7 separate regions of the Mus musculus genome follow, and regions 1, 2, 4, 5, 6 and 7 are each linked to region 3. Evidence: chromatin contacts called from public HiChIP or PLAC-seq, Micro-C and promoter capture Hi-C data. All regions are on one chromosome and are shown on one strand. Each heading gives the region's core, a stretch centred on a gene start, on an enhancer-like site or on the middle of the called end of the contact. The rest is flanking DNA. Distances are from core to core; before and after follow the strand shown. Region 1 holds the start of Plk3 (polo like kinase 3). Region 2 holds the start of Cfap57 (cilia and flagella associated protein 57). Region 3 holds the start of Slc6a9 (solute carrier family 6 (neurotransmitter transporter, glycine), member 9). Region 4 overlaps Rnf220 (ring finger protein 220). Region 5 holds the start of Armh1 (armadillo-like helical domain containing 1). Region 6 holds the start of Med8 (mediator complex subunit 8). Region 7 holds the start of 2610528J11Rik (RIKEN cDNA 2610528J11 gene).

What was found. Promoter capture Hi-C pulls out the DNA fragments that hold promoters and counts their contacts. A called contact is a pair of places that touch in the nucleus more often than the background predicts. HiChIP or PLAC-seq counts read pairs in DNA pulled down with a chosen protein or histone mark.
Region 1: an HNF4G HiChIP or PLAC-seq map of pancreatic cancer cells shows a contact between it and region 3. The contact joins the promoter of Plk3 here to the promoter of Slc6a9 in region 3. A contact is called at or near these places in 2 of 115 datasets of contacts at active chromatin or transcription factors (neural tube and pancreatic cancer cells).
Region 2: a contact with region 3 is called in an HNF4G HiChIP or PLAC-seq map of pancreatic cancer cells. The contact joins the promoter of Cfap57 here to the promoter of Slc6a9 in region 3.
Region 4: a Micro-C map of embryonic stem cells shows a contact between it and region 3, with 2.1 times the contacts expected there. The contact joins the enhancer-like site here to the promoter of Slc6a9 in region 3. A contact is called at or near these places in 4 of 39 promoter capture datasets (the C10 cell line, hippocampal neurons, neural stem cells and 1 more), 2 of 484 Hi-C or Micro-C datasets (both in embryonic stem cells), 7 of 115 datasets of contacts at active chromatin or transcription factors (embryonic forebrain, embryonic stem cells, large pre-B cells and 3 more) and 1 of 9 other capture datasets (embryonic stem cells).
Region 5: a contact with region 3 is called in an H3K4me3 HiChIP or PLAC-seq map of embryonic stem cells, with 4 times the contacts expected there. The contact joins the promoter of Armh1 here to the promoter of Slc6a9 in region 3. A contact is called at or near these places in 4 of 39 promoter capture datasets (the 3T3-L1 cell line, hippocampal neurons, liver and 1 more), 2 of 484 Hi-C or Micro-C datasets (both in embryonic stem cells) and 3 of 115 datasets of contacts at active chromatin or transcription factors (embryonic stem cells and forebrain).
Region 6: a contact with region 3 is called in an H3K4me3 HiChIP or PLAC-seq map of embryonic stem cells, with 4 times the contacts expected there. The contact joins the promoter of Med8 here to the promoter of Slc6a9 in region 3. A contact is called at or near these places in 6 of 39 promoter capture datasets (the 3T3-L1 cell line, the SN4741 cell line, embryonic stem cells and 1 more) and 4 of 115 datasets of contacts at active chromatin or transcription factors (embryonic stem cells and pancreatic cancer cells).
Region 7: a promoter capture Hi-C map of embryonic stem cells shows a contact between it and region 3, with 2.3 times the contacts expected there. The contact joins the promoter of 2610528J11Rik here to the promoter of Slc6a9 in region 3. A contact is called at or near these places in 1 of 39 promoter capture datasets (embryonic stem cells) and 1 of 115 datasets of contacts at active chromatin or transcription factors (differentiating embryonic stem cells).

What each region holds. Positions count from the first base shown.
Region 1 is chr4:117,132,511-117,135,520 of GRCm38.p6, reverse strand. It overlaps Plk3 (polo like kinase 3), which reads left to right and starts at 1,558. Exons shown (of 15, transcript NM_013807.3): 1 at 1,558-1,869; 2 at 2,019-2,126; 3 at 2,216-2,332; 4 at 2,487-2,616; 5 at 2,707-2,794. The coding sequence starts at 1,657.
Region 2 is chr4:118,619,514-118,622,470 of GRCm38.p6, reverse strand. Cfap57 (cilia and flagella associated protein 57) reads left to right here and starts at 1,686. Exons shown (of 23, transcript NM_026789.5): 1 at 1,686-1,795; 2 at 2,061-2,222. The coding sequence starts at 2,066. Ebna1bp2 (EBNA1 binding protein 2) reads right to left here and starts at 1,672. Exons shown (of 9, transcript NM_026932.4): 1 at 1,474-1,672; 2 at 1,306-1,389; 3 at 938-1,110; 4 at 278-401. The coding sequence starts at 1,539.
Region 3 is chr4:117,833,919-117,837,028 of GRCm38.p6, reverse strand. Slc6a9 (solute carrier family 6 (neurotransmitter transporter, glycine), member 9) reads right to left here and starts at 1,771. Exons shown (of 14, transcript NM_008135.4): 1 at 1,552-1,771.
Region 4 is chr4:117,282,251-117,285,104 of GRCm38.p6, reverse strand. The region is part of intron 8 of Rnf220 (ring finger protein 220); the gene reads left to right. Among named protein-coding and RNA genes, the nearest start is that of Gm12843, 5.7 kb to the left of the region's middle. Within about 2 kb of position 1,599, at least 55 of the 459 cell types and tissues checked have an H3K27ac peak or open chromatin away from gene starts, as enhancers often do. A contact at or near this core is called in embryonic stem cells, where this site is marked.
Region 5 is chr4:117,250,194-117,253,372 of GRCm38.p6, reverse strand. Armh1 (armadillo-like helical domain containing 1) reads left to right here and starts at 1,456. Exons shown (of 13, transcript NM_001145637.1): 1 at 1,456-1,620. It overlaps Tmem53 (transmembrane protein 53), which reads right to left and starts at 1,422. Exons shown (of 3, transcript NM_026837.3): 1 at 1,239-1,422. The coding sequence starts at 1,299.
Region 6 is chr4:118,407,997-118,410,937 of GRCm38.p6, reverse strand. It overlaps Med8 (mediator complex subunit 8), which reads right to left and starts at 1,601. Exons shown (of 7, transcript NM_020000.3): 1 at 1,552-1,601; 2 at 1-53. The coding sequence starts at 1,557. It overlaps Szt2 (SZT2 subunit of KICSTOR complex), which reads left to right and starts at 1,675. Exons shown (of 72, transcript NM_198170.4): 1 at 1,675-1,775. The coding sequence starts at 1,749.
Region 7 is chr4:118,525,491-118,528,531 of GRCm38.p6, reverse strand. It overlaps 2610528J11Rik (RIKEN cDNA 2610528J11 gene), which reads right to left and starts at 1,257. Exons shown (of 3, transcript NM_025572.2): 1 at 1,195-1,257.

The DNA.
Region 1 (3,010 bases), core at 309-2,808, 700 kb after region 3:
TGGCCATTCTTATTGGTAGCAGCGCCTGCCACTTTGCAGATGTTTTCAGTAAATCTGAGGTCTGAATGTATGGCTCCAAGTGAAAACGAAGGCTACACAGCCAGCAGGAGATCTGTGACCCCTGGAGAAAGTTTAGGGATTAAGATTCCACTGGGGAAACTAGGCAGGTGGTGGCATACTCCTTTAATCCCAGCACTCTGGAGGCAGAGACAGGCAGCAGATCTCTGAGTTGGAGGCCAGCCTGGTTTACAGAATGATTCCAGGACAGCCAAGTCTACACAGAGAAACCTATTTCAAGGAAAAAAAAAAAAAAAAAAAAAGATTTCACATCGAAGCCGGGCAGTGGTGGAGGGGCAGAGACAGGTAGGAAGTCAAGGCCAGTCTGGTTTACAGGTCGAATTCCTGGCTTCCTGGAAACTCTGTCACAAAACAAAACAAAAACCAAAACAACCCTCCACAACACCCCCCCCCCAAAAAAAAAACCCACACAGAAAAAGATTCCACATAGATCATAGATTCCTGCCACCTACTTGAGTTTATCTGTAATGGACTTCAAAGCTAACTGCCCAGTTGCAGGTCTCTAGCACCTAAGAGTGTCCAGTTCTCATTCCTCACTGTCTGGCCTTTTGCCTGCTGACTCGGTGCAATAGGTATTTTTGAGAATATGATGGGGAACTCAGGGTCTGGGGCAGAGGTACAGGTCTGGAGTCCCATCATGTCAAAGGTGAAGACAGAAGGACCTCGAGTTCAAAGCCAGCCTGGATCACATGACAGCTACTCTGCCTCAGCTCTCCTTTCCCTCAGAAGAATAATAAGGTAGAATTGGGTAGCAGAAGATGTAGCCTGGAACATGGTGAAAAACAGTGAATACTGGGAGGCAGGGGCAGGTGGATCTTTGATTTCAAAGCCAGCCTGGTCTACATAGTGGGTTCTGGGACAGCCAGGGCCACACAGAGACACCCTGTCTTGGAAAAACAAAACGCAAACATAAAACCTTGAATACCAGGCTCTGTTCCACAAACCCATTGCACAGTCCCAGACCAGGTAAATCGGGCTCTGCAGCGTGCTATTCCACAGTCCCCGAAGAGGGCAGCATGCTCTGTACCAGAGCAAGAGATGCTTGCAGGAAACCACCTGTGTTGGTGATGTGCACTGAGCAGTTTGCAACACCCCTGTCTTTCCTCCCCAGTTTGAATGCTAACCCTTACTGTTGCTCGAAAGAGGCCTCCGGATAACTGGCCTCCACTCCGACTTCAGCACACATTCTAAGGATGAAGGGGAAAAAAAGAGTCACTTGCACTGGGTAGCCTAGAGAAACGGAGCAGGGTTACACCTGCCAGGCGACTAGCTCAACCGGGGCTCCTTTAAGGCCAGAGCAGGAGGAGTGGCCTTTAAGAACGCCCAGGCAAGGGAAGATCTTTCAGGTGACGTAAGGCGGAGCAATGGGCGTGGCCTCTCCAAGCCTGGCAGCCAGGAAAGGGGCGGAGCTCGAGATGACGAAACACCGGGGAGGGGGCAGGGGTTCATTGATAAAAACGTCGGACTCCCCCTTGCCCTGGCGCGATCGCAGCGTAGAGAAACCAGGCAGCGCCACGCGCGGCCGGGGCCGGGCGGAACCGAGAACCAGCTCGGCAGGCGCTGCGCCGCGCCGTCCGCATGGAGCCCGCCGCCGGCTTCTTGTCTCCGCGCCCCTTCCCGCGCGCGGCTGCCCCGTCCGCGCCCCCCGCCGGCCCGGGGCCGCCTGCCAATGCCTCCCCGCGATCGGAACCTGAGGTGCTGGCCGGGCCACGGGCGCCGGATCCTCCTGGTCGCCTCATCACCGACCCTCTCAGCGGCCGTACCTACACCAAGGGTCGCTTGTTGGGCAAGGTGGGTCGGGGCTCCGGGGTAGCGTTGACGGAGGTGGAGGGGAGCTCTGCGGACCCGACCGGGCCACTCCGGAGGTGGAGAGGAGCTCTACGGGCCGGATCCGGCCACTCCGGAGCGCCCAGATCGATGATGCAGCTTCTTCTTTCTAGGGGGGCTTCGCACGCTGCTATGAAGCCACTGACACCGAGTCTGGTATAGCCTACGCGGTCAAAGTCATCCCACAGAGTCGCGTCGCCAAGCCGCATCAGCGCGAGAAGGTGGGTCCAGGCCCTGCGGTCCAAGGGATGGGGAGGGGATGGTGGCGTGGGAACCCTGGAAAGATGAGGATTTCACTCCCCTGTCGCAGATCCTAAATGAGATAGAGTTGCACCGAGACCTACAGCACCGCCATATCGTTCGCTTTTCACATCATTTCGAGGATGCTGACAACATATACATTTTCCTGGAGCTCTGTAGCCGAAAGGTCCGGAATGGGGGCGGGGTGGGTTCATTGGGAACAGGGGTAGGGGAGGAAGCGGGTTCTTAAGATCCAAAGCTGTTCTTGTCATCTTTAGCAAACACAGATGGAGGGAGGGTCTGGGAAGGCAAGCGGGGTCTGAAACAGTGACTTTCTGCAGTCCCTGGCCCACATCTGGAAGGCCCGACACACCCTGTTGGAACCAGAGGTTCGCTACTACCTGCGCCAGATCCTTTCTGGCCTCAAGTACTTGCACCAGAGGGGTATCTTACACAGAGATCTCAAGCTGGGTGAGATTCCTGCGTCTGGTCTGAAGGGTGGAGACCTGCGGAGGGATGAAAGGCGTTAAGAATCTGACGCGTCTCTCTGCTACTGTCTAGGAAATTTTTTCATCACGGATAACATGGAACTGAAGGTGGGGGATTTTGGGCTGGCAGCTCGATTAGAGCCCCCAGAGCAGAGGAAAAAGTGAGTGAGGGGATGGTGGCCACAGCCTGTTTGTGACACAGATGATGTACAAGGTGACCAGATATGTACTTGGGATAACCAGGGAAGGGGTAATGATGGGTTTTCTGTATGTGTGACAGTAGAGGTGGCAACCTAGGTCACTGGGTTAGGTGAAGAAGGACAGCAATCTTATGAGTGTATGGCACAGATGGGTGTCTAGGATTTTTGGAAATGTAT
Region 2 (2,957 bases), core at 437-2,936, 790 kb before region 3:
GTAATCTCCTTGGCATTGCTGGGCCAGAACTCTAAGACTGTTGTGTCTGTCCACTCCACTCACTCTGACAGGGAAGAAATACGCAAGCTTCTTTTCGTAGGGCCCATACTTCTCCAGACCGTCTCTCTCTAATTTGCCTAGGCGACTGGCATGGCTCTGAAGCAGAGACTGTTGAAATACTGGCTACAAACACCACACATCTTTTTTTTTTTTTGAAGACTACAGGAATGACCCAGCTGAACAAATGAAACCTTGGCTTTCCAGAAGAAAAACCTACCTTTTGCATCTGCTGATCAGACTTGGCCATTTCTGCAAAATAATCGGTGGGCCTCTTCGTAGGGACTTGGAGCTGATGGAGTCGGGGTAATACCGCAAGCACTGCTGCCTGGGCCTGCCGGTAGCTGACATTACAGGACAGGGTGTAATGAGGGGAGGGGAAGGGCGCTCATGTCTTCTTACTGCCTCTCAGAAGTTACCTAACCTCAGAGCTATCACATCCCACCAGCACTGGCAAGATAAGACAGACACACCAACTAAAACTCCACTGATTGCACATATAACTGAAATCTCACTTTATGTTTATTTACGAGGGGAAAATACTTCCAAGAGCAAGTCAGTTTAAAACAACGAGCTTATTAAATACTGCGCAGACTATGAACTGTTTCCCAATCATTACAGAAAGAGCACTCATAACATTCCCTAGGCAAAGTGTGTTCTAATGATTGGAGGCACCCACACAAGCTTCAAATGAATTATTCTGAAACATCCCTCGAGCAGGGTTCTGGTTAAACGGCGACCAAGAACCTATTCTTTCCACCAGAGGAACCCGCTAGATCCACTCGCACGCTCGTGCTAACCCCGCCCAGTGCCTCTGAGGTTGCAGACACACTAAGACCCCCTTCCTGTAACTCCATCGCAGGACCCATAACAAACATACAAACTCATTTCCCTCTGGAAGTCGTCTTCTGGATTAACGCCTTTCTTCTGGTCCTGGTTCTGAGGTGTTGGCTGAGTCTCACTGACTTCTGGCACTGGACCCAGGGTCACATCGAGCCTTTCAACCCACTCCAGATCCCGTCTGAATTCAGCCAAGCACTGTTTCAGGCCACTCTAGGTTAAGTCAGACAAGGCGCTCATGAGAACCGCGAGTTTGACTCTCAGAAACCCAAAGTCCTATGCTCAAATATCCGCACAGGATGACGACCGCAGCGCAGGGTGCATCTTTCCCACCAGAATCGGTCTCCCAAGAGGCACAGCGCTTGTGCGCATCCTGTTCCAAGGACCCCGACCCTCGCACGAGCTCACCACGTCATTCACTGCCTTCTTCGGCTTCTCTAGCACGACATTGAGACCTGGCTTCAGGAGTCCGCGGGAAAACGCATCCTGCAACTACAGACCGGGGAGCCTCAGTACCAAAGAGCTAAATAAAGTCCCCGTCCCAGCCCCTGCCCCGCTAGCTCCGCTGCGGCCTACCTCTTGATCTGAGGCCAGGCACGCATCCGACTCCGAGTCCGACTCTGAAAGCGGAGGGGTGTCCATCTCGCGGCCTTCCGCCCCGCGAGGTTCGGCTGCCACTCCACGTGCCCACAAGCAGCACCACCGCCAACAAATTCTCCACAAGCCTCTGCCTTTTCAACAGGGACTTCCGCTTCCGGGTTCATAGCCGCACTTCCGGTTTTCTCGTTGCTATAGGAACTGCTCTAGCGTTTGGGCGTGCCCGGATTGCTTCGGATCTTTAGGAAGAGCACCTACTGATCCCTACGTAGTCTAGTAACCCAGAGCCGTGAAGCAAGAGGTAAATAGTTTCTTTGGGGTCCTCCTAAGGATCTGAGGGCGGTGGGAGTGCAGGAGAGGAAGGAAAGGCTCGGAAAGAGCCCCGGGGGTGGGGTGGAAAGGAAGAGGAGCCTAGGGGCGGGGCGATGGAGGGGCGAGGCGGGGTCAGGGAGGGGCGGGCCGGGGCCATGGGCGGGGCGGGGCGGGGCAGGAAAGGGAGATGCGCTGCTCGGCTTCACTCCCACCTACTTGCCTCTTTCTTCATCTTTTGCAATACTTTTTGACAGGTACCATGTCCACCGTGGTAGCTCAGGCGCTTCATGTTTTTGGTCTTCGGCCTCACGTGACCAACAATGTCTTCTTCTTCGATGAACAGATCATTATATTTCCTTCAGGAAATCACTGTGTGAAGTACAATATAGATCAGAAATGGCAAAAATTCATTGCAGGTAAAAAAGAAAAAAAGAAACCACCTTTTCCATTCTGACACATACATTAAAGGCATGTGCTACACAAAACCGCACAATCTCAACGATTGGGAAGATTTTTTTTTGATAACTGGGTTATCCACATATTTTTATAAATGTAAACAAAATAAATGGCCATTTACACTACTTAATCATAGATTAACGTGACACAAGTAGCCAAAATGACAGGTAAAATAACACACGTTTTAAAAGTACTTTTCCACAATGACTCCAGAGAAGAGTTACTTTAAACAGTGTTTTTCTTGTATTCTCCTGCAGTTGTGTTTGTCCTCACCAGAACCTTCTTTTGAGTCTAACGGTTTTGAGAGTACATGACCTTCATTGAACCCATGTCTGATGGAGACGCTGAAATTTTTATCTTAAGTGACAAATAACCTTTTAACATTTTTTTTTTTTTTGGTTTTTCGAGACAGAGTTTCTCTGTGTAGCCCTGACTGTCCTGGAACTCACTCTGTAGACCAGGCTGGCCTCGAACTCAGAAATCTGCCTGCCTCTGCCTCCCAAGTGCTGGGATTAAAGGTGTATGCCACCACTGCCCGGATTATTTACTTATTTTAAAGAGTTATGTATACAGTTTTCTGCCTGAATGTATACCTGCAGGCCAGAAGAGGGTACCAGATCTCATTACAGATGGTTGTGAGCCACCATGTGGTTGCTGGGAATTGAACTCAGGACCTCTGGAAGAACAGCCAGTGC
Region 3 (3,110 bases), core at 522-3,021:
TTCCTTGCCCTCTATCCTTTATCTTTCTAACAGTCATAGCCTCAGACTTGCTTCATTTAAAAAATAGAACAGAAACCAGTCAGTGGTGGCACACACCTTTAGACCCAGCTCTTGGGAGGCAGAGGCAGGCAGATCTCTGAATTCAAGGCCAGCCTGGTGTATAGAGCAAGTTTCAGGATAGCCAGGGCTACGCAGAGAAATTCTGTCTCAAAATACAAAACCAAAAAACAAGAAAAAAAGGAAAAAAAGTAGAACAGGCTTTGTGAGGGAGCTATCATAGAGTGCTAGGTGGGTACGCGGCTCCTTTAAGAGTGACTAGCGAGGGGCGTGGCCTATGGAAAACAGACCCGAGAGGGGGTGCGGCCCCTTTAAGTAGCTGCCCGGCCGGACTTGAAGGCCCGGGACGGGCTGGCAGTGTGGGGCGCGGTCACTTTTGGAGTCATGGCACCGCCCGGAGTGCCCACTTCCTCGAAACGAGACCGGTTCGCTTTAATCAGTGTGCAAGGTGTGTTGGGGGGCGGGCGTTACATCAGCCACCACGTGTGCGCCTCTCAGCTGGCGTGGAGGATGCCGCCCCGCCCCCCGCGGTGGAAAAGTACCCGGGTGCCGAGGTCTCCGCCCCCTTGCCCCGCCCCCGCCCGTCCTCGGCCCCTCCCGGGTCTGCGGGCAAGCCCCCTCCCGGCTCGCTGGCCTCAGCTCCGGCCCGTGTGTGGCTGCCTGCTGCGGGGTACAGGCTGGGAGCAGGCGCTCGGGAGCTGCGGGAAACCAGGCCTCACCTGTGGCCGCCCGCACTCGCCGCAAGCATGCCCAGAAGGAAGGCTAGAGTGAAGGCTCGAGTGGCAGGGCGTGGATTTTTTCCCCCCAGAGTAGCAGTCCCCCAAAACCACTCTCCGCCCCGCAATCCCTTCTCAACGCTGCAGCCACGCGAGCCGCGGACAAAAGAGAACCGGAGGGCGCTGGGGTTCTTCCTCGCTGCTTCCCAGGAACCGCGGGCGCGCGGGAACCGGCACCCGGCGGGCGAGTGGGCGGGCAGATTAGGAAGGCCGCCGGCTGCGGCGCCCAGATAGATAGCCAGCACGGCTGGGAGAGGAGGTGGGGCGAGAGGCTGCACGCGGGGCACAGACCCCGCTGCCGGCTCCCGGCCGCGGCAGACCCACTGGCGCCCCAGAAAGACCGAAGACGCTCTTCGGTTCCGGCGCTGCGCGCACAGCCCCGTACCAACCACCTCCGACCGAGCCGGCGTCGGCACGCAACGCACCCCCTCCATTCCGAAATCACCCTCCCTCCCGTCTGCTTTAGTTCCTTGGTGACAACGATGACACACAGACACACGCACCTACCCAGACCTTCGCGGCGAGACAGACATCCCAGTGCGAGCACTCACACTCTTAGCCACAGATACCCGCAAGCAAACGCTATCTCATCCACGCACCACACACACATCCATACACATCCTGGGGCTCAGCCTCCCAGAGTCACAGAAACGCCCAGAACGACGGCTGGACAGACCTAGGCTCGGGCCGCAAAGCCCCCTTCCCCCAGCTCTCTTACCATACTGCTGCCCCCGGCCCAGGCGTGCTGGGTCCGCACCGCGGTGCGCCCAGGTGGCTTTCTTAAAGGGAAAGTTGCATCAGCCTCCCGAGGCTCTCTGCAGCCGCCAGTCCTCCCGCCCCGCCGCGTTGCCTGCCGCTCCTCCAGAGCTTGTTGTGTTTTGGTTTCGGGGAGGCGGGGGCTAAGAGTTTGGTGAAAGTTTGGAGAGTGAAGAAGGCTTGAGAAACCTAGCCAAGTCCCTCCCCTCCCTGAGCGGCTCCCCTGGCCGCCCTCCCCCGCCCTGGTCCCATCTCCTCCCTCCCGCGTGCCGACTACTCAGACTCCTCCTACCAGGGAATAAGATTACAAGTGGCTCTAGTTTTCTGATGATTGATCCTCACGAACCCCTGGGAGTGGGGCTCGGCAAAGGAGTCCCCTTCTCCTTCGCCTCTCTGCCCTTCAGTTGGGACACTTGGAGGAAGCAGATGTCCTCCCCTTCGGGCTAGGCTTGGAACGAAGCCAAAAGGCCTGGGGCGCTTTGGGGGGCTGGGGCTGCAGTTAGCCCGCCAGGCCCCTGGCCTTCTGCGCCTGCGTTCCCCCTAGAGAGACGTCAAGAGCAAATTCCGTTCCCTTTGCAGTAGCGCCGCTAGAGACTGTGGGCACAGCTGAGTAAAGCCTGGGGCCCACTCCTTGGAATTGCAAGGCTGGGGAGCCCTTTCTCCCCGAATTCTCCACCACTGATTTGATCAGCCCTACCTGGTTAGTTGTGCCACAGAGCCTACCTACTTCAGGTGCCTGGATTGCAGTATCTGCCAAAAGATGCTTTGTTGAGCCTCAGTTTCCTCCTCTGCAAAATGGAGAGAATGACTTAAGGAAATGCATACCCACGTGAAACTCATTGCTCCAGATTGGCAGTGGTGCCTAGCAAATGGAACAGGCTGCCACATTTGCTTACCTTGAGCAAGCTGCCAACCCTCTATCAAACCAGACAATACTGATTGCCAGAGGACTGCTGTTGCTTCGCAGGTGCTCTGCAAAAGGCCCTGGTCTGGAGAGGCAGGCTCCGGATTCCACTCTGTGCCCCGAGTTCTCACCATTTTCCGGCCAGGAAACTTGCTTGTTTATTGACATCCAGTCTCCAAAGAGCAGGCGCATCCATGTCAAAGCCGCGCACAAGATCAACTGGTGTGAGAAGCCACCTTATTAATTTATAATCACTGAAAAAGACAGCAGCCAGCACACTCCCTTCAGTTGGGCCTCTCTCTACCCCACGGCTCAACCACAGCCCTTTCCCAGAACTACCTTCTTATATACTGCTTTCTGCTGTCATGGAACTCACAATCTGTTCATTCTCGAGATTTGGTCAGATCTAGGAAGGCACTTATGTCCCTTTTGAGTTTGCCCGTGAACACAGCAGTTATAAGCCTGCTTGGGGTTTATAGTCTCCCACGAACTAATTACCAGAGTTTTGTATAGAGTAGAGAGGGGACACACACGCAGATCTACCTAAGCAATCTGTTGTGCCTGTGGGCTTTTTTTTTGGGGGGGGGGATTTGAGACAGGGTTTCTCTGTATAGTCC
Region 4 (2,854 bases), core at 350-2,849, 550 kb after region 3:
GGGACGGTTATGCATTTATCACTCCATCCCTCTTAAGGCTGATAAATGAGAATCCAGCAACCTGCTGTACACCTCCAGCACTAGGGGCCCTCAGGGCTTCTAGGCAAACACATTGCATTTTCCTCCTCCTCCTCCCCAGGTCTGTGTCAGGGAAATCAGTTACAGAGGAGAGAGTGAGTTATGGCAAAATTTGACCTCCCATGAGCTTCATTGGTGAATCTAATTTTAGCTCTGATCCCATCTCTTCTCCCATGGCGCCCTCTGCCCTGAAGGAAGAGGGGCCTGGGCTCAGCTGCTCCCTGCTTCCCTTGGGCTCTCCCCAATCGCTGCCGAAGAGTCTTCAGGGCCCTACCCGTCTCTGCTCCCTTCCTAGCTCCTGAGACAAGGGTTGGCTCCCTAGATGAGACAGAAGAATTGGTTAGGTGCCCAGGGTCAGTGTCCTCTTGTCAAGCTCTGTCACCATGGGCAAGAGAAAGAGGTACCTGCTTCTTGGCTTCTAACTCTTTCTGTGTAAAGCACAGCTGGCACTGCAGTTTGTGGTCATTAAGAGAGCCAGGCTGCATCCCATCTGCCTCCTGTTTTTCTGGGCAACACCCTTGAGATGGCCACTGTGTGTGGTCTTTGGGGGATCTCTCAGCAGGCTCGAAGGAGGGCCTTTGCCTCCGTAGAGCCATGACACCTGGTCTCCGGTGAGATCAAGTCTCTGCAGTGCCATCCAGTGCAGATGGGCACTGTGCCTCTGAGCTTGTTGCATGGTGCCCACCAGTCTGAAGACAAGTCAGAGCGTAAATCAGGAGGGTTAAACCAAACTGTTGCCACCCCCTAGGTAAGCAGCCTTAGTTGTCATTGCACAGAGCATTTCTGTCCTGGGGCTCTAGCAGGTCTGAAGCCTCTCAAGAATGAAGGATGGCGCTCATGAGCCCAGGAATGAGGCACATGGATGCTAGGGTGTGTGACCAGGTTTAGAAGGCAGTCTTGCTGAGTCAGTTCTGGAAGGCTGTTCTAGATTAGCTCTGCTGTCAGTTGCAACTGTTCACACCAACTGCAGCTGCTGCTTAGGTTTCTTGGCAAGGAACAGGACCCTGTGGCTCTTGGGCTCCTGGAGTGTCTGAATGGGTCAGGCTGCACAGGGCCCACTGCTTAAGCAAAGCCATTTCTGCATGGGATGTGCCAGCAGATGGGTGTCAGAGGCTCTCGGGCCTCGGGTAGGTATCATCTTTCTGGGTGTGTTTACACTGCGAGGTTGATCCTTTCAAGAATTCCTGAGGAGAGTTCAAAGAGGGCTTTTCTTTGAGCGATTTGGAGAGCGAGAATGAGACTTGAAGAGGGAATGGGGCCGGAGGGGCCTTTATCTGCAGAGAATTGCTCCAGCTTTCCTGATAGAAGCTGCTGCCGCCTCTTAAACAGCTTAGTGCAGTCAAAAGACAGGCTAACTTGAAAGGCTGTTTTACAGCGAGATCAGCGGGGGCCACGAGGCAGAAAGTGGAGCCTCCTCAATGGGAGGGGCTATCAAAGAGAGGCCCTGGCTGATCCTGACTGCCTCTGCCCCTGAAGCCCATCTGCAAAAGCTGGCCATCTGTCAGCCGACCCTCCCTGGCCAGGACCAATAGGCCCAACTCTTGGGGGGGGGGGTTGGGTGTGGCCCTGCCAGGCTGCTGGTGTCAGTGCAGTGCATTGATCGCCGCCGGGCGGGCTGGGCCGCAAGCTGGGCAGCTCCTGCTTAATGTGATTGAAAGGCAGTTAAAATGGCGGTGACCTTTTCAGGAGGAATTAGATTGCCTGCCAAGACCGGTTAGAGGGAGTGATAACGCCAGCCGAAGAAGCTGCCCGGCCGACTTCAGAGAGGGAGGCAGAGGCAGGATGAGCAGGAGAGTAGCGAGGCCCATTTAAGCCGTCCTGTGCATGCTGACAGCAGAGATTGCTGTCCTTGTTAGATATGAAAGAGTTGAAGAACTGTGATAAGTCCCTGCATCCCTTCATTCCTCTGTCCCCCCTCCCAGACTAGGGTCCCCTCGTCATCCTCAACAGAGCTTCCTACATGGTCAGACCGGCTGCCTTGAATGTAATCTAGGCAGTGGTCTAGCAAGAGTCATGGTGAAGACACTTGGCTCAGAAGAACAGGCTGTGAGCTTGAGAGCCTGGGGTTAATGACAAGGAGGGTCAATGTCTCAGGACAAAAGAGAGCAAGAGAACGTCGAGGGAGGTCGGTCTACAAATAGATTCTTATTTATTTAGAGAGGAGATCTCACTATGTCACCCCAGCTGACCTGGAACTCGCTGTGTAGACCACACTGGCCTCAGACTCGAGTTTCATCTGCCTCTGCCTCCCAGTACAAACAGATTAAGAAACAGAAATAAAGCCTGGGGAAATGAGGAAAGTCTTGTAGAGAGCAGCTCGTCTGACCCTCGGGTCTCAGAGCACTCTGGGCTGTGCACTCCGCTGCCGCCTGCTCACTTGAAACCTCAGGTCTTTTGCACTGCTCGTGGTGTTGCATATGGGCAGAACCCAGGGCCCAGTGCTTCATCTAAAGATACAACAATTAGGGTAAAAGGTGCTTTTCTGGGATACTCTGCCAAACCTAGGCAGAAGAGATGTCTTCAGGCTAGAGAAATGGGCCACAAGGGAGGCAGCCTTGGGATAACTGTGACCATGTGACCTCCATCCTCAAGGAGCCATGTGACCAATGAGTAAGGGCTCGATTTTCCTCTTATTCCCTACCTCCTCTGTCTTAGAGGTGTGGGGTGCTGGGCTGTAAGTCCTCCCTTGTATCGGTTGCCAGTAAGAATTCACTTGTCCAGACTTGGGGAAGCCAGAACTCAGTACAACTAGAAGGATCAGTCTGCTCAAAAGGAT
Region 5 (3,179 bases), core at 207-2,706, 580 kb after region 3:
TCTTCAAAAGTCCTTTCACATCTATAAGCCCAACGATCCACCTCTAGGGAGAAACAGATAGTGGCAGTCCTTCCTTCGTGCTTTAGGAGATGAGAGGCCCCTGCCCCATCCTAGATAGATTCCAAGCAAGAAACACACAGTGGGACAGGAGGGCATAGGAAGGGAGGCCTGGGGAGACTTTTTTTGTTTTTGGTTTTGGTTTTTTGGTTTTTTGAGACAGGGTTTCTCTGTGTAGTCCTGGCTGTACTGGAACTCACTCTGTAGACCATGCTGGCCTCGAACTCAGAAAACCGCCTGCTTCTGTCTCCCAAGTGCTGGGATTAAAGGTGTGCGCCACCACCACCTGGCTCTGGGGAGGCTTTTGAAGGAAGCACCCCCTAGCTAAACTTTATGATGAGCTGGACAAGTGCGGGGCAGTGGACTGGAAACACCAAAGAGCAGCATTGGCCGACCTGTACTCCAAGCCTCCTCTGCCCCAGTTTCCAAAAGGGACAACCTTCCATTCTCTGGTCCAACAACTTACACTACTTTACAAGCTACTAATCTTAGGAGGCCTCCCACACATCTTTTTTTAATGATATGGCCTTAGGAGGGTTAAACACACACACACACACACACACACACACACGTTAAGTTTAAATGCCAACTACTAAGCTTACTTCCATCAGGATTCATGCCAAGTCCTTTACACAAATAATCTCAGTTGTGCAACCAGCAATTTTTCCTCAGCTTTGCTCCAGGAAAACTAAAATTCAAAGTTGAAAGTTTGCCGAAGGTCATCCAATTACTAAAGGGATAGGATTTCAACAGAATTCCACCCGGCCTAACCGACCATTCTGTTAACCACTGCCAGGGTGAGCTGAGAAGGGCAGGACTAGGCTTGCTGAGTCCCTTGGCTTTTCTGAGGACCAGAGGCTCCCCCAGGAATCCAAACCTCTGCAAAAATGAAGGATGGGCCTAGTCACACTTGCAAATGAGGAGCGAGAATCCAAAACAAAAGAATTAGAATGAACCTTGAAGGGCCTCCAGCTACAAAGGGAAGCAGAACCTTGAGAACCTGTTGTGGAACAGAAAGACCCTCAGTCGACTGGGGGCGGGGCACGGGGGGCGGGGCTGGGAGCGCCCCGCAAGCTCTAGCCAGCCCTGCGGGACCCCCGAAGGGGGCGGGCCGAGGGAGGGCGGGCCGCAGGGTGGGCGGGGCATCGCTGTTAGGTCACCTTCCCAATCCCCCTCCATACTCTGGCTCCAGCAGGGCTGATCCGGGATCTCGATGCTGTAATCCAGCTCGGCCGAGGCCATGGTGAAGGTGCGGGTCTTCAGCACAGGCCTCCCGCCGGAACTCCCGCAGTTTCACCTCGGCGGGGCCGGGACGCCGCCGGGCCACGCCCCTCCCCGCCCACGCCCAGCGCTGTCCAATCCCCGAGCCGCACTCTGTGACCTCCCTGCCTAGCAACCAGGGAGTCGCTTCGCGCCTCGGGCGGCACCCACTAGCCCGGCCCTAGCAACCGCGCCCCGCCCCTACTGTCTTTGGGCCCCAGCAATTGGCTGACTCTCTTGATCTTGGATCAAGTATTGGTCAGTGGGGCAGCGCTCTCGGAGCGACCGCACCCTCCTGTGAAGGTAAGAGTCGGTGGGAGAGTTGAATGAAGTATTACGGGTCTGCAGAGGGCATCTCAGAACTTTGTCTTCTGGTACTTGGTAGAAAACTTGAACTTGCACCTCTAACTACATCTACCTCCATCGCCAGCAGCAGTTCCCAGGCTGGAGGCAGAAAAAACGAACAAAACAGTGTTAGGCGGCGCGTGCCAACGGGTCCTTCTAAACCTGTGGGTTGAGACTGGTTGCCTGACTGGAAAGGGGTCTTCGGGTAATAAGACATGGCCTTTCATGTGTGAGTCCAAGTAGTTTAGACGAGTACAGGAGTACAGCTTTCTTACATTTAGTAAATATTTTCTGAGCTGGGCATAATGGCGCATGCATTTAATTCCAGCTGTGAGGAGTTGAACTCTGTGAGTTTGAGACCATCCTGATCTATCTCCAGGACAGCCAGGGCTACACAGAGACACCCTGTCCAAAATAAATAAATAAACACATACATGCATACATACATAAACAGAAAAAGAAGCTATTTGGGTGATGGGAATGAGTGGGTATGGTGTGTAGGAGACAGAAACCAGGAGGAAAGTATTGAGGGCTGATGATTAATACGGTAAATAAAACCTCAAAGATGGCACTGGATTTACAAAGAAGTTGTTAGCAACCTTTGCAAGTGCCATTCCAGTGAACAAAAGAGTCAGTGGCTTGAGAGTGAGTGGGAGGTGACAGCATAGTGGTATGTCCCTGGAATCCCAGCCAGGAGTCTAAATGCTTCAAGCCATCCTCAGCTACATAACAAGTTCCAGGCTAGCCTATGCTACATGAGACTTGTCTTAAAAGAAAGAGGGGGGATGGAACACTTGCAAGGCAAGTTATTTTGTCATTCGCTGGCAACCGCTAGGAGGTACAGGCTTTTGTTCAGATGAGAGAGATCCAGCAAAGAGATAAAAGATAAAATCACAGGGGAATTGGGTATGTGAAAGCATATGGCCCCCAACCGTGGGGACTCTCACTTTACACTGCTGAGGAGTAACTGGGGAGATGGCTGAGCTAGTGTGAGGAACCAACTTAGACCCCCAGGACACACATAAAGGCTTCGGGGGCGGGGGGGGGGGGCTGGAGAGATTACTCAGTGGTTAAGAGCACTGACTGCTCTTTTGAAGGTCCTGAATTCAAATCCCAGCAACCACATGGTGGCTCACAACCATCTGTAATGAGATCTGATGCCCTCTTCTGAGGTGTCTGAAGACAGCTACAGTGCGCTTAGATATGATAAATAAATAAATCTTTTTTTAAAAAGCTGCGGGGGGGGTGTGGGGGGGCACACAGCTTTCCCAGAACCGAGGAGGCAGAATCAGGCATATCCCAGAGACTTGCTGGCCAGTCACTTTGGCCAAATCAGCAAGATCCAGATTCAGTGGAAAATCCCTCAAAAAAAAAAAAAAAAATGACAAGTGATGGTGAGATGGCTCAGTGACTAAAGGTGCTTGCTGAGCAAGCCTGGTGACCTGCACTCCCTCTGTGAAGTCACAGAAAGGAGGGAGGACAAAGCCAACTCCACACCATTAACCTTTGACCCTCGG
Region 6 (2,941 bases), core at 352-2,851, 570 kb before region 3:
GCCACTTGATTCAGCAGGGCATCTAATGATGCCTCAAGCTGCTTCTCCTCCCTCTGCATCAACAGTGTGTTTGGTTACTCAGATACAAGTGAGCGTGACACATTCAGAAAAGCTAAATTGTTTTCTATCTTGGTATTTGGGTTACAGATAGCATCAACCCTTAGACCTTTCAACCTGTTCACCTGGCCTGAAGTCCTCCTACTAACTGATTCCTCTATAACCCTCCTACACTGTGGTCCTTCAAGAAGGTCATTGCACCAGACCTAATTCTCTTTGGCTTGAAACCTCATGATTTGTCTTTGTAACAAAACTGGCTTCGAACTCACTTAGCCTTGCACCTTTTTAATTCCATGCTCTCCTCCTCCCAGCTCTCAAACACTGCCTCTCCCAGTAGACAACATTCTCTTAGATTTGCAGTAGGGTTAATAGGAACGTGCTCAGGTTTCTGCACACTCTTCTTTGTCAGTTCCTCTTCTGGAAAATAGATGTGGCCTGCCTACCTCACGACTGCTTATTGTCACTGCGCTGCTTTCCTTGGGTGGATGAGAATCCCTCGTGTCACTCTGTGGTGTTGGCATTGACACAGTTTTGTTTTGTTTTTTTCAGGAAGTTCAGTTCACCTCAGAAAGGTTTGCCATGATAACAGGGGTGCTATCTGCACACACAGCCTAAATAATTCCCGAAGTTCATTATATCATGGGTGCCTCTGGTCATCCTCTTGTGAGTGTAGCTACTGTCAACCACACAATCTGGACAATCTCACACGTTGCCTCTCTGTAAGGTTTTCTCTGAATACCAGCTCTGCAATCCCCTTCCCGGTCCCCCAACTGGCCGTTTATCCATAGCATTTGGTGCTTTGGAAAGTCAACGTGCATCTTTGTGCCAATATTCCCGTGTCTCTTTCATAATTCGGGTGACCCATAAACAGTGTAGGTTTATCAGATGCAACAAGCCAAGTGAGTAATGAAAGAGTAATGAAAGACAAAGGCGAGGAAACCTGCACATTGTTTCTGAGTGTTAGACAATTTTAAACGCTGAGGCGGCAGAGGGTTTCCGTTTGACTATCTGAGGACTATTTACCCCACTTCTCCGCCCTTAGCAACGAGGTACAAGCCGGGAAGAATGATGCAAAGCTGATTTGCAAACCTGACTATGTGACTGAGGGGGTTGGACACCGGGTTCCACCCACAGCCTCGAATTACAAACAGCTTAGTTTTCATCCTTGGAGGCCCACGATCCCTTTAGCCTTCTGAAGCCTTATGACGCCTGTGTCCAACAGCCTAGATCGAGGCGTGCGGCAGCCCACTACTTTCCCGAGCCTTCCCAAATGCCACCACGATCCTTTTCCACGCTCAATCAAGTCCGCCTTTCCTCCCCGGGCCTCCGACCTTCTCACATCAGCGGGCTCGATGCCCGCGCCTCCCGCAGCTGGCCTCGCTCTCTCTGGCTCCGCTGCCTTTCCTCTGCCCTCCGCTCACAGCCCCAACTCCCCGGTGTCCTCAGCCCAATCACCCTCCCGCCAGCGGCTATAAGGCCCAACCCGCTTCTCACCTGCATTGCCGCGGCCCGGCGGGCGCAACCACTTCCCTTTCCGGTTTCTCGCACGGCTTGCTGCGCTCACCAATCAGAAAACTCAAAACGGGACCATCCCAACAACTTCCGGTTCCTGCCCGGTACAGAACTAGCCGGGTCAGAGGTCAGGAGTGGAGCAACCTCCCTGGCCCGGGCCGGCGCGGGAGGGCTGTGTGATGGCCTCGGAGCGCCCCGAGCCAGAGGTGAGGGATGGGCGGGCGCGGGGCCGAGGCCCGAGGGCGGGCGTGTGGCAGCCTTCACCCTCCGGAGCCTCAAGGAGGCCGTTGCTGTTTTGTTTACTCAGATGCCATCCTGATCTTCGTCGCCCATCCACAGACTTGTTAGCGATAGTGATGCTGATAAAAACTCGTGTTTTGGTTATTAGTTGGGATTTTCATTGTGCCACGCCGAAGCTGACCGACTTTGCGGGGTTTTTTGTATCTCATCTATTGGAATGCAATCAATAGCATGAGTTGATTTCGCTCTAGCGTTCGTGCTCTTGGCAAAGCCCTACAACCCTCTGGCCAGTCTTAACTTAGGACAGACCCTGCTTCCTTCTTTATAAAAGTATTTGTTCTGTGATGTGGCTTGGGGATCACAAGTTAAGGCAGAAAAGGCAGACGAGGCACCCGCCCCCCCACCCCACCCCCCACCCCCTAGATGCAAAGAACCCTATATGTATGTTTTGACATTCAGACTCCAGCAGGGAATCTGGCAGTATTTATTGTCATGTACAGAGCAGACAACTGAAGTCAGAGCAGGTGAGGTGTCATGCCATGCAAAGATACCTTAGGACTACTCCTTCCAACTGAACGAGCGGATCCGAGGAGGTACCAAATTTGGCTAGCGTGTCCAGGACCCCAGAGGGATAGCCTTGTAGGAGGGAAGGTTGATGCATGTGCGTAACGATACAAATAGCAATGGCTACTTGTCGAATTCTTACTGTATGCCAGCCACAATTCTGAGCTCTTTACTGTTACCAGTTCTTTCAACCCTATAAGGCAAACACCATTATCATCCCTCTTTTCAGGAAACTGAGGTGCCACTATTAAAAGAAGCATAGTTGTGCAGCTAGTATTGGGGCTAGAACTCCCAGGTAGGTGAGCTCGCTCTACAGCTACAAGTTGTCCTCTGACCTGCACACGTGCACTCTGACACGGGTGTGATCTTATATATGTATAATGTATGAGTACACACACCCGTGTATGGGGAGGATGTGATAAACTACACACATGAAAACCCTATGAGTGAATAGGGTAGAAACAGAATACCAAGAAGAAAGGGTGATGTTTAGAGAGGCTAGGCTCCCAAAAGAGAGGAAGAAGCAAGTGCTGTTCTGCAACCAGAATTGTGCTGAGGGTTAGGGTGG
Region 7 (3,041 bases), core at 8-2,507, 690 kb before region 3:
ATCACATATACACGATTAGGCTTGGAAGCCTCGGAAGAAGGTCAAGAGTGTATGGAGAGATGCATGGGATCCTGAGGCACAGCTAGGGAAGGAGGAAGGGGACAGTTGGGTCTGTGCAGTGTCTGCTGGAGGGTGGTAAGAGTCAGAGACATCCCTGGGCAGAGTGGCCGGGCAAGGAACTGAAGGACTCAGCTTTGGCCACACTCCTCAATGTGGTACCCAAAGGATGACCTGACTCAAGATGCACCACCTCCTTCTCCAGTGACTCAGCCCTCCTCCCTGCCCTCTGCCACAGCGGTGTCCAAGCTACCTACTCTTTGTCCCTCTAGCCACCAGCTTCGATCTCCTAACAGGCATCTAGCCACCTCCTATCCACTCGGGAAGCCAACCAGAGCCTATGACTACAGCTCCCCGACATGCCAACATGTCCTCTTCTTAGGTGTGGGGGACTCAAAACCCAGCACGAGACCCCGAGACCAAGCATGTTCACTTCTGGGCTCTCATTCAAATCAGAGTTTTCATTCAAATCAGACCTTCCGGCTGGTGAGGTTGCTCCAGGGTCCACAGGTGACCTCTGACTCCTCAGCATCCAGTCAGAACTGGCCATTACCAGCCACACACTTCCCTGAGGCAGAGGGCTGGGTAGGCTGTGTAGGCTGGGTAGGCCTATGGTTGGGGGCTGGGAAGCTGGGTTTCTGGGCTTAGTGCACCAGGCTTGTAAAGTGAATTCAGGGGTGTGGGGAGAGATTGTATGGGGAAAGGGAAGCCTCAGAAACGGATCGTGCCTAGTTGACTCATTCATTCCCAGGAAACCTCTGGTTGCCTTCTGGGCCCTCTCTCGAGGCAGTCAGTATTCAAAAGACAAGAGTTTGTTATACTACCATGAGTTCATTTAGACTTTTCAAAGGTTTTATACCCGTTCCCTTTCTCCCCTGCCCTGCTCTGTGAATTCTTCCCAAAGACATAGGCAAAGTCACATCCCAAATGCCTCTGTACTCACAACCCACACCTGTCTGCCCATCCCCCTCCAACTGTCATTTCACAACCCACAACACAGTAATGCACACCCCTCAGATCTGCAGATACACACACTCAACTGGATCTAGTTTCTCTGCTGCACGCAGGAGCCCTTATGGATCAAAAGAGGCCTGAGCACCCTCTCCCACGACCCCAACGTCCCCTTTCCGCTCCCACCTTCAGACACTTTGCACAGTCCGTGGAGGTGGCTTCCGGCTGAGACTGCTGAACCTGGACAGGTGGGAGGGCCAGAGCAGGCGCTTGACTCACCTGGAACACTGGCTAGGTGGGCGGGGCGGAAGTGCAGGTGAAGGGAAGGCGGGGCACCAGCCAGGATTTGCAGCGTCCTCAGCAGGGAGGACTCACTCTAACACATTGAGGGGGCAGTAGGCTTGTTCCCTCCCCCACAGCTGCGGATTAGTGCAACTGGAATGCAGAAGGGGTCCAGCCTGTCTCCAAAAGGACAGATCTCAGCAGGCACCCCTACCAGCCCTGATAAACAAGTGGATTTCCAGTGCCGGTACAAAGTTCAAAGTTGAAGCCGGGAGTTTTACAGACCTGCAAAGGCAACAAGCCAGATGGTACCATGAGGGGAGAGAGCAATGAACAGTCTTCCCAGGCAGAGCCTGAGGAAACCAAGCTTGCTCCAGACTTCCCTGAAAAGTGCTAGCACACGGTGCGCGTGCACCTGTGTGTGTGTGTACACTGAAGTATCTACTCAAGGGGTTCAAACCTTTCTTCAGGTCTCCTGGTCCCCTTGACTTGACTTGCCAGACCCTTGGCCCTCTCTCTTCTTTCTCTTTGCCTCTATCCTGAGGACGGATGTCTCATTTCCTTCAAGATACAGCTCAGGGTCACCTCTACCCTGGCCAGCAGAGTCCGGGACACTCTTGGTTCAGTGTTTGTCAGGAACTTGGCCTCATTCCCACCCAACCTGCCTCCTAGCTACCTGGATGGTCTGTCTTCCCAGGGTAGAAGACAGTGTCAGAGGCACTCTGGGCTCTCATTACCCAGCACAGTACCCGAGGCTGGACACCACAGGACCAGGAGGTCACAGCTGGAGAGGGGGCTGCCCAGAGCGGTTGCCAAAGAAAAGTTCTGTGATGTCCTCTGTTTACTGACAAAGGGCTGCGGCGAGAAGGAAAGTGAGCAGGAACCGGAAGGGTTAATAACTTACAGGGTGCAGGCCTATGAAAATCTGTTTTATCTTCCTGAGAATGTGTTAAGACATTGAGTGGTAGGCATTGCCTGCAGCCCTGGCTTATCCAGAAGCCATGGTTGCTTCTCCATGCAGACAATTGGCCTATCCCAAAGCCCTTCCCAGTTGGGAGCAGTAGCCCTTTCCTCTTGCCTATAGCCTTAAACTGAATGCCTGTCTTAATATCCATTATTAAGTCCTGTGGCTTTTTAGGTCACTCCTGCATTTTTCCTTCCCACAACTGCTACCTAGCCTAGACTGGGACGCTGGTAGGGGGTGTGGCTAAGTGTAAGTTTAATTTTATTTTGAAAGAGTATCTGTGTGGTCCAAGCTGTCCTGGGAAGATGTCTTCCTCTTTCTGTTTCCTAAGTGTTGGAGTTAAAGGCACGTGCCGTCACAGTCTGTCTTGAGAGTTCTTGTTTTGTTTTGTTTTGCTTTGCTTCAGCAGGGGCATGGTGGCATGGTCTGCAGGCTGGGAGTTGGTGTACAAGGCCTGGAGTCTCTAAGGATGAAGTCCCACTTCACTGGTAAGAGCCCCTTGACACAGTAACTCCCACCCTTCCCACGTCACTGGGCCCCTTTCCACTCTACTCTGTGCCCCAGCTCACCTCCTTTCTTTGCCCAGACCCTGCAATGCTCCCTTTTCCCGGGCTCTGCACACTGTGACCCCAACTTTCCAACGCCGACACTTCCAACGCCTGCGCCATTTCTAACTCTAGCATTTCCACCCAGAAGAGTATGGGTATTCATTCCTCCTGGGTTCCTCACCTCTAGGGTCCCAACTTGGGTGCTTTTAAAACAGAACTTCCCTGCCACTCCCTAGTCT